2 separate regions of the Anas platyrhynchos genome follow, and region 2 is linked to region 1. A link is a contact called in public Hi-C data. All regions are on one chromosome and are shown on one strand. The core of a region is the stretch at or near the end of the contact, and the rest is flanking DNA. Distances in the headings are between cores, read along the strand shown. Region 1 overlaps FOXO3 (forkhead box O3). Region 2 holds the start of FOXO3 (forkhead box O3).

Region 1 (4,324 bases), core at 1,109-3,608:
CATGTTAGGCAGAACTGTCACCAGATTTGCAATTTAATAGGTGCAGCTCAACACTTCCAATTAATGCAGGCCGTGTACTTAGCGATCTATCATTTCAGAGCTGTGTCACTTCAGAGCTGGCACTTGGCAGAGCCGCCTGCGAGACAGCGCTGTGCTTTGCTAAGGCAACTCACCCCGACTTTAGTTGCATTTCCCAGGCTTAGCAAGTGTTCAAAAAAATCAACACATAGCTGCAGAAACCTCTAAAACAAATCACAGAAGGGCTGAGGTGGGCAGGGACCTCAGGAGGCCACTTGCTCCAACCCCTGCTCAAGCAGGGGCACCCAGAGCTGCTTGCCCAGGATGTGTCCAGGGGGCTTTTGGAGATGTCCAGGAAGCCTCTCTGAGCAACCTGTGCTCCTTCACTCCATCACCCACACAGCAACGTGCTCAGAGGGAGCCTCTGTGTTTCTCTTTGTGCCCATTGCCCCTGGGCACCGCTGAATTGTGCATAAATACAGATTTATAATAGGTGATTCAGCATCGACGGGCTTCTGTGTGATCTTCCCTGGGAAGCTGCTATTTTTAGTGAATTATTATAAGCGGTAGCATCACTCCCATTTATTTATAAAGGCACGAAAGAACACCCATACACGTTTCCAAATAGTCTATGTGTAGTAGCGGCCATATGCTGAGAGTGAGCAGAAACACAGCCTCAGCACCCTGGTTTCCACAACGCTGCGTGGGGGTTTTGCTGGGACCTTTGCATCTAGGAAACAAAAAGCAGAGGGGAAAGTTCTTCTTCTAGTTAAGAGAAACAAACCCAAAGGCTTCAGGGTGGAAGCCTGCCTCGCAGTGAAATTGCATCGTTTTCATTGAGGTCTCACTCAGTGACCACTGAGGTTTGGGCGGACTCTCCCGTTAGCTTCAGCAGCTGCTGGATCAGGTGCACAATGAAAATAGGAGCTATTTTTATGAAAGATACCACGTGGATGATATTCGGGTTGATGAGGTTGCGTGTGCTTGCACATCTCCTGGGTCTCCTGGTGGAACAGAGGAGGAGAAGTGCATCAGTGCCCTACCAGAGGTGCTCTACAAATACAGGGTGATGCCATTTCCAGAGTCAATACCATGGAAACACTTGAAATGCTGGGGTTATCCTAAAAAAAAAAAAATAGAGAAAAAAAAAAAGTTATCTGTGTGTGTCCATCGTGTCTTTTTTTATGCAACCCCTTGCGTTTAAGGTCCCTTAAAAAACAGTAAGTGGTGACGTTTTTTGGTTTTACCAATCGTGTTTGTGTGGCAGTCAAGCCCGCACTGATGTGCCTTGGGATTTTCACGAATTCAGCACCTTGCAAGATCAATGTCTGAAAGTAAATTCCTGCTCTTAATTAAGTTCAACCCTTTGATTGAAATTAATTGCGTTCTTTAATTTTGTGCAGACTCGGTACAAAGCAGGTGGAAAGGGATGAAAAAGGAGGCTCTTGACAAGGTGCCTTTAGCAACTCCCGATGCTGCCATGTGGTTCTGGAGCCTTAATCCCATTTTAATACAGAAAAGCATCAGCTCCTTATACAGAGGCAAGCACTTACATTTTTACCAGCTTATATTTTTACAGCGTAGGTGTCTGCTGGCACAGGGAGCAGTTGCTGAGTGCCCAGGCGAAGGGGGGACATGGCCGTGGGCTGGGTTGCAGGAAGGGGATGTTCTCCCCAGCCCTCCAGGAATGAAAACAGCTGGGCAAGAGCTTGCTCAGGCAGCTTATAAACATATAAAAAAAATACATATACACGCTGTATGGCCTTTGCTGTTGCTCTTGATGGAGTTGTTACACTTTTTATCCTCAGACCATGTTCCTTCTCCGCAGCTGCACTAGTTAAACTACCAGCATTTCCCTCGCCCTGTTTCCCTTCTCCCCACATGCAGTGGAAAAAAAATAAACTGCAAGCAGCGTGCTCTGCTCACAGCAAAACAAATGTTATTTATTAGAGTCCTCCTGTGGTCAGTAGACGTCTGACTGTAAAATAACTGGAGATTTTTCTGCTAACTGGAAGTGTGATGCGCTGAGACGATTTCCAGGCAGCGTATATTTTCAGCTGAGCTTTATTTACGTCAGCGTAGTGATTTGCAATATCAGTGTTTGCAAAGAGTGAGGCAGCAGTTGTTTTAATTAGACTTTTTTTTTTTTTTTGGTGGAAAAGCTTTTAATTACGCTGTGACTAAGTCCCCTCAGCTCCGCATTTCGAGATGCCTTTCCCTTAGGAAGGGAGGGCACCCACCTCCTCTGGGGGCACGCATCCTGCCCTTGTGTAAGGGAGCAGCCCCGGGGCACGAGGCGTGCATCTCGGGGTTTGTTTGCCCTCCTCTAATCAAGTTCTTCCGTCATAATTTGGCATAGTGCAGAGTCCTTGGTTTGGGACCGCTGGAGGTATGTGCCCTGCTCGTCTGTGGTTGGTTCTCAAAAAAGATCTCTCTTTTTTTTATGTAATTTGCTTAATGCTGTTTTTTTCCCCTGAAACTTTCATAATTTAGGGAGACTACAACAAACCAAAAATACGTGATTTTTGGTTTTGTATGGAAAAAAATACAGGCAATTAAAAAGATGTAAGACATGGCTGGGCAAATACTGTTGGAGGACTTTTCTTGTGTTTTAATTCTTGCTTTTTCTCTATCTCCAGTACCTTCACCACTTTATTACATTATTTTTTTTCCTGATTTGCAAAAACTTATGGGAAAGATGAGCTCTGAGACCCATTTGGGCTGGGGATGCTTAAGCTCCTTGAGAAGAGCAGCACTGCAGCCTTTCCCTACTGAGTGGCTACCATACAACCTCATCTGGTGAAGTTAGAGCATTAAATATGTTAATAAAGTGTAAAATGAAGTATAGTTCTCCCAAGTGAGCGTTAGCAGCAGTTACGGGCCTGCAGATCGTGTTTGTTTTCCTCTCATCGTTTCCCAGTATCCCAATTGTTAAAATAAACCTCTGCTTTTGATTTGTAGTAGCAACTTTACGGCTTAGGAGCCCGTATCTGAAAGAATGAATTAACTTCTCCTTGCAAAACACTGAAATGAAAACAGAGCAGTGTGTAACTTGGACCCGGCAGCCACCAGCTGCACCTCATCTTGCTAATCTTCAGCCTCCTTTTTTTTCTTTTTTTTTTGGGCCTCTAAGAGTTAAGTTACACAACTCTCTTTATTTTTAAAGTGAGTGGATTCCTTGTTGCGTGGTTGAGAATGATAAATTGATACCACATGTTGCTCCCAGACAAAAAAGACTCTGTGTTGCAGTGGAAGCACTTGCAGCTGGTGTCTGAGTTAATGGACAGGCTCCACAAGGTAAACACAGTTTGGAAGAGGCTGAAGCAGACACGGGCTGGAGGAGCTTGGGGGGGGGGGGGGGGATTTTGTCTGTCTTAAAGGCTCGAGCATTTGCTGCTTTGGCTCGGCCAGGGCTGTGTGTTGAAATAACGCATGGCCTAAGCTTTTCCGGGAGGCTCGTGTATATGTTTGCACCAAATCAGGTATACGGCGTGATGGAAATGTTTGAGTGTCCTCCCTGGGAGCTTATCCGTCCGCACTCGTACCAAAATACCAAGAGGGATGTGTAATTAGGACATGGTAGCCGATTTCATTTATTTTCCTGAGCAAAAATGTGGCCGATTCCCTTAAGGAGCATTAATAAAAACGGGAGCAGCGGATCAGCGCTGCCCCTGGTCAGCAGTGACTCCCCGTGTGGCCCCGGGTTTTGGAGTAGTAGTGTCACCCCATGTATTGCTGCTTGGACTCCTACGAGGTGCTCAGCTCCGATTTATTGCTAGTCAGTGCTGGTATGCTATCTTGCCACCCCTTGACCTGCTGTTTCACAAAACCAGGCAGGTTTAGATGAAAACCCAAGGGGCGTGAGGTGTATGATGAAGAGAAGAGCCTAGCAAAGGGGGTAGGGAAGATCATCACCCCTCCTGATACCACCATCAAGCTTTCCTCATCCCAAGGGCTGCCTTTGGGAAGCCTCATATCCCACAGACTCAGCATGTCGAGGCAGGATCCCGCTGTCCCCAGCTCTGTCAGGGCTGAGTGCCCACCCTTCCTCCGCCATTTTCCCTGTGGCGCCATTGCTTGGCCTCACAGCGCCTTCTTCTGACGCCTTCCCCTTCAGCTCTGCGTGGGTCTGCTCCACCCCACAATGCTGCTGTCCCCTTCTCCAGATGTCCTGGTCCTCTCCTTCCGTCTCTCCACCTTCCATGCTCAGCTTCTGGCCTCCCCAGCAGCGTCACTCCACCTGCCCATCTCCTCACAGCCTTGCCCCCCACTTGACTGTCAGAGGCACGTAATCCCCCTCACAGAC
Region 2 (4,324 bases), core at 1,036-3,535, 60 kb before region 1:
AGTTTTTCAGATGGCCTCGGGGCTGGCCTAACTTTATTCCTGTTGAAGTTAGCGATAAAACTCCCATAAACTGAGACTTTCTGAAAATCCCACCCTGGGGGCATTGAAGTACTTAACAGAAGAGACTGGAAATCGTGCAGGTTTTAGATTCAATTTTGATCAGTTTTTATACTTCACTGCAGTGGTCCCAGTCACAGCACAGTGGTAACAACGGGTTCCTCTGTCTTTCCATGTGGCTCGCACACATCTGGTAAGCCAAATGTATAGGAACAATTAAGCTGTGGTTTTAAGCCTGCCTCTAAATGGCACTATAACGCGCACACAAATGCTGCGCGGAGGTATGGGGAACCGGTACAGTGACTTGCACGATTAATGCTGCGTGGCTGCAACACCCGTGGATTTTGAGGAGGAAAGGTAATCCTGCAGTAAAGGGCCGGGGCTGGCACTCGGGAGATCTGGTTTTATTTCTCAGTTCTGACACGGGCTTCCTGTATGACCTCAGCAGAGTCATGTAATTGCTCAGTGCCTCAGTCCATCATCTCTTTAATAGGGTTACTACTTATTTCCTTTCTCCCGCCCTGGCCTGCCTTACTTAGGCTGCAATTCTGTCTGGGAGTGGAGCATTTCTGACCACGTGCAGGGCCTTCACCTAGTACAATGAGCCCTAATGGTGATGCCTGTGCAGTAATGCAATGCCAATTAAATAAATAAATGAAGACGATAATATCATTTAGGACGAGATTTTCAGCTTGTAATCCAGCCCAAGGTCAGAGCACTGCAATTCCCCGGAACCTCGGGACCTGAGGAAACGCTCTGCGGGGAGGTTTCAGCGCCGGCCACACGCAGCCCCGAGCACCGGCAGGTTTTGGGAAAGGCTTTGGTGTCCGGCACAGCTTGGCAGCTGCTCTGGCTCTGCTGCATGTCACAAGCAGGGCCTCCTCGTGGACGAACGAGGTCGTTGGCCAAGCACCTTCCCATCACACACCCTCTTGGTTCGTGACTCTTCAGTGTTACTGTACTCCTCCTCCCCTAGCAGCTGCTAAAAAATGTTCCCAACACCATCAGTAGCTGGTGGTGTCCTTCTGAGGGACCCAGCTGCCTCGCATTCCCGTGAGGGGCCGTGTCGCAACGAGAGCCGCAGCGGGGCACGCGATGTGGTGACCCAAAAGGGAGCTGCAGTGAAAATCATTTCCATGACCCGAACCTGCATTTATTCTGATTAATTCAGTGTCTCCTGCTATATTTAGACAGCTGAGGATTAATTGTATGCATGCTGAAACGCTGTCCCTGGTAATAAAATCACGCTGAACTACTCCTAACGAGTGCCACTTGAATTCGAAGCCTATCTGGAGCCGGAGGGCTGTTGCCCTTACTTAGCAGGACGTGTGAGGCATCCGGGATCAGGGCCTTCCTGCTCTCTAATCGCACCGAACGGTTTTCAAACCTCATCGCTCGTCTGCGATGCCAGATAAATCAGGAATAATTTGTCTAGAAAATAGCAGTTCTATGGAGAAACGCTTCAGAAGCACGCGTGCTTTTTTGTCTGGTGCCCGAGCCGACCCTGTTTTTGCCCTGAATCTAGTCCGTGACGAGGCTGACCCAAGACCGGGCAAGAACTGATAGGTACACGTCGCTATGTTCTGTATTTGTAACGACATCCGTATTAATAGCTCTATATCCTTCGGCTTTGTGGGTCAGCCCTTCTCCCAACCCGTAATTAGCTGCGTCGTCAGGCGAGCTGCTCCGGCGGGCTCTCTGCAACAGCCTTGTGCTCGGGGCAGCGGGACTGCGCGCACGTGGGTGCATGGAAGTCCTGAGAAGTGGCAGGATGAATCGGGCTCCCCAAAATAAAGCTCGCTGCTGTAACTTGTACACCAATTTATGGCCCATGAGGGTGATTTGGAGGGGAAGCAGCGTGGCTGTGGCAGCCAGCGCTGGTTTTCAGTCAGAGCAAGGTGCTGAAGAGGTGTTGGACGTGACGAAAAAACCCAAAGTATGGATTTGCGTCGCTTAAAAACCACAAGAAGTGAGGAATATGGGAATACGGGGTCCCTTGGAGCACCACGCCGCACTCCGCACACCTCAGCACCTCCCACAGCACCCAGCCACTCGGGCCGGCCCCCCAAGCCCCAAAACCTCCCCCAGCTCCCCTCGGGGGACCAGAGGAGGAGCTGGGGGACAGCACGGGGACACGGGGACCACGCAGCGGCCGCCCCGATCCCACCCCGGTCCCTCCCCGCCGGGGCGGCCCCTGCGCGACACCGCCCGTGGGCGGGCCAGGCGGCGCCGTGCGGTTAGGTTGCGGCTCCCTGCGTGCGCCTATAACTTTGTGTTGCTGCCCGTGGTTGTTAGGAGGAGGAGGAGGAGGAGGGATGTGCAAGGAGCCGGCGACCAGCCGAGTGACAGCCTGCTGCTGCTCTTCGGGAGGGCTGCGGCAGCCCGGCTGCTGGGATCGCTCGGCTCTCGCCAGCCGCTCGCGGAGGCTCCGCCGCTTTCGCCTCCTTCGCCTTTAAAGGGAAGGCTCCGAGGAGCCCAAGGCGCAGGAGCAGGAGGAGCAGGAGCAGCAGGAGCCGTGCGGCAGCGCTGCTTTTGCCTCCCCGGCAATCGGGATCGCTGCTGCTGCCGCTGCTGCTGGCGGCGAGGAGGTGGCCGCGGACACCCCCCCCCCCCCCCCCCCCCCGCATCCCCTCCCGGTGCTGCTCTCCCCCGCTGTGCCCGGGCTCGGGGAATGACTTGAGCGAAAAGGGGGGAAAGCTGTCAAGATGGCAGCAGCAGGAGCAAGGAGGTTATGAGCGTGGTGTTGCTGCTGGAACAAAACCCCTGCTCGGCGGCGGCGGCCCTGGGGAGGGCTGAAAGCTTCCGGACCTGTTGGAAGACCGGCGATTTGATCTGCTCCCTGCGAGAAGAAGGATTTAATCGGCGATTTTTTTTTTTTTTAATCGTTATTATTATTTTTTGTTGAAGCCCCCGGGGTGGCCTTCACCAGATTTTGGGGCGGAGGGGGCACCGCAAAGTGACGGGCTCCCGCTAGCATGCACCTGGCCGGCTGCAAAGACTCGGGCTCCCTTTAGGGCGCTCTGAAGAAAAGAGGGAAAAAAAAAAAAAGAAAAAGGAAAAACCACAAAGTCTCGGCTGTACCCCGAAGGCTCCGGGACCAAAGGGGTGTGTGTGTGTGTGGGGAGGGTCCTGTCCTGTCCTGCCCGCATGGAGTGAAGCGCCCCGGGGCCAAGATGGCAGAGGCGTCGCCCCCCGCCCCGCTGTCGCCGCTGGCCGTGGAGCTGGACCCCGAGTTCGAGCCGCAGAGCCGCCCCCGCTCCTGCACCTGGCCCCTGCAGAGGCCCGAGCTGCAGCCCAGCCCCGCCAAGCCCCCGGGCGAGCCGCCCGCCGACGCCGCCTCCATGATCCCCGAGGAGGAGGACGACGACGACGAGGGGGGCGCCTCGGCCATGGCCGTCGGCGGCGGCGGCGAGGAGGAGGCGGCGGCGGCGGCCGCGGTGGTGCCGGAGGAGGCGGCTCGGCTGCTGGCCCCGCTGCCCGGGGGGGGCTCGGAGGGGCCGAGCTCATCCCCAGGGGGTGCTGCAGGAGGAGGAGGAGGAGGAGGAGGAGGGGGGCTCGGTGGGAGCCCGGCGGCGGCGGCGGCGGCAGCGCCGAGGAAGTGCTCGTCGCGGCGCAACGCCTGGGGCAACCTGTCGTACGCCGACCTGATCACCCGCGCCATCGAGAGCTCGCCCGAGAAGCGGCTCACCCTGTCGCAGATCTACGACTGGATGGTCCGCTGCGTGCCCTACTTCAAGGACAAGGGCGACAGCAACAGCTCGGCCGGCTGGAAGGTGAGGGGAAGAAATTGGGGGTCGCCCCGTCGCCTGCCGCGAGTGGGATGTGGCAGCCGGCGTGGGGTTTTGATTAAAAATTGGGTTAACGGGGGTAAAATGGGGTGTGTGGGGGGTGTGGGGTGCGTCGCTGGTGCCCTGTGCAGGTGGTGGAGTGAGGGGAGATGCTGGAGCAGGCTGGTCTGCTGTAGGTGGGGGCGAGCAGGAAGAGGATAAAAAGTGCCCCCAAAAGTCTAAAAAGGGCTTTATTTAAAGCCATAAACATTATTCTCCAAGGCTTGTTGTTTTGAAGTTGCACGCACCGTATTGCTCGCGATTGCAGTGAGCGGAGTTGCTTTCACGCAGCGCCAGCCCTAGTCTCAAAGCTCAGCGCCAGAGCAGCTCCTGTTTCCTTCAAGGAAAAAAAAAAAGCAACAAAAAAAATCACAAAACCACAGCAGCACAGCAAACCCAGCGATCTGCCACACGTGCCCCACAGGCAGCAGAGGGAAACC

What was found. A called contact is a pair of places that touch in the nucleus more often than the background predicts.
Region 2: a contact with region 1 is called in a Hi-C map of skeletal muscle, with 2.1 times the contacts expected there. The contact joins the promoter of FOXO3 here to the enhancer-like site in region 1. A contact is called at or near these places in 2 of 8 Hi-C or Micro-C datasets (liver and skeletal muscle).

Annotation. Positions count from the first base shown.
Region 1 is chr3:73,498,300-73,502,623 of IASCAAS_PekinDuck_T2T, reverse strand. All of the region lies in intron 1 of FOXO3 (forkhead box O3), which reads left to right. Among named protein-coding and RNA genes, the nearest start is that of FOXO3, 60 kb to the left of the region's middle. Within about 2 kb of position 2,358, at least 2 of the 8 cell types and tissues checked have an H3K27ac peak or open chromatin away from gene starts, as enhancers often do.
Region 2 is chr3:73,558,465-73,562,788 of IASCAAS_PekinDuck_T2T, reverse strand. It overlaps FOXO3 (forkhead box O3), which reads left to right and starts at 2,285. Exons shown (of 3, transcript XM_038176048.2): 1 at 2,285-3,830. The coding sequence starts at 3,231.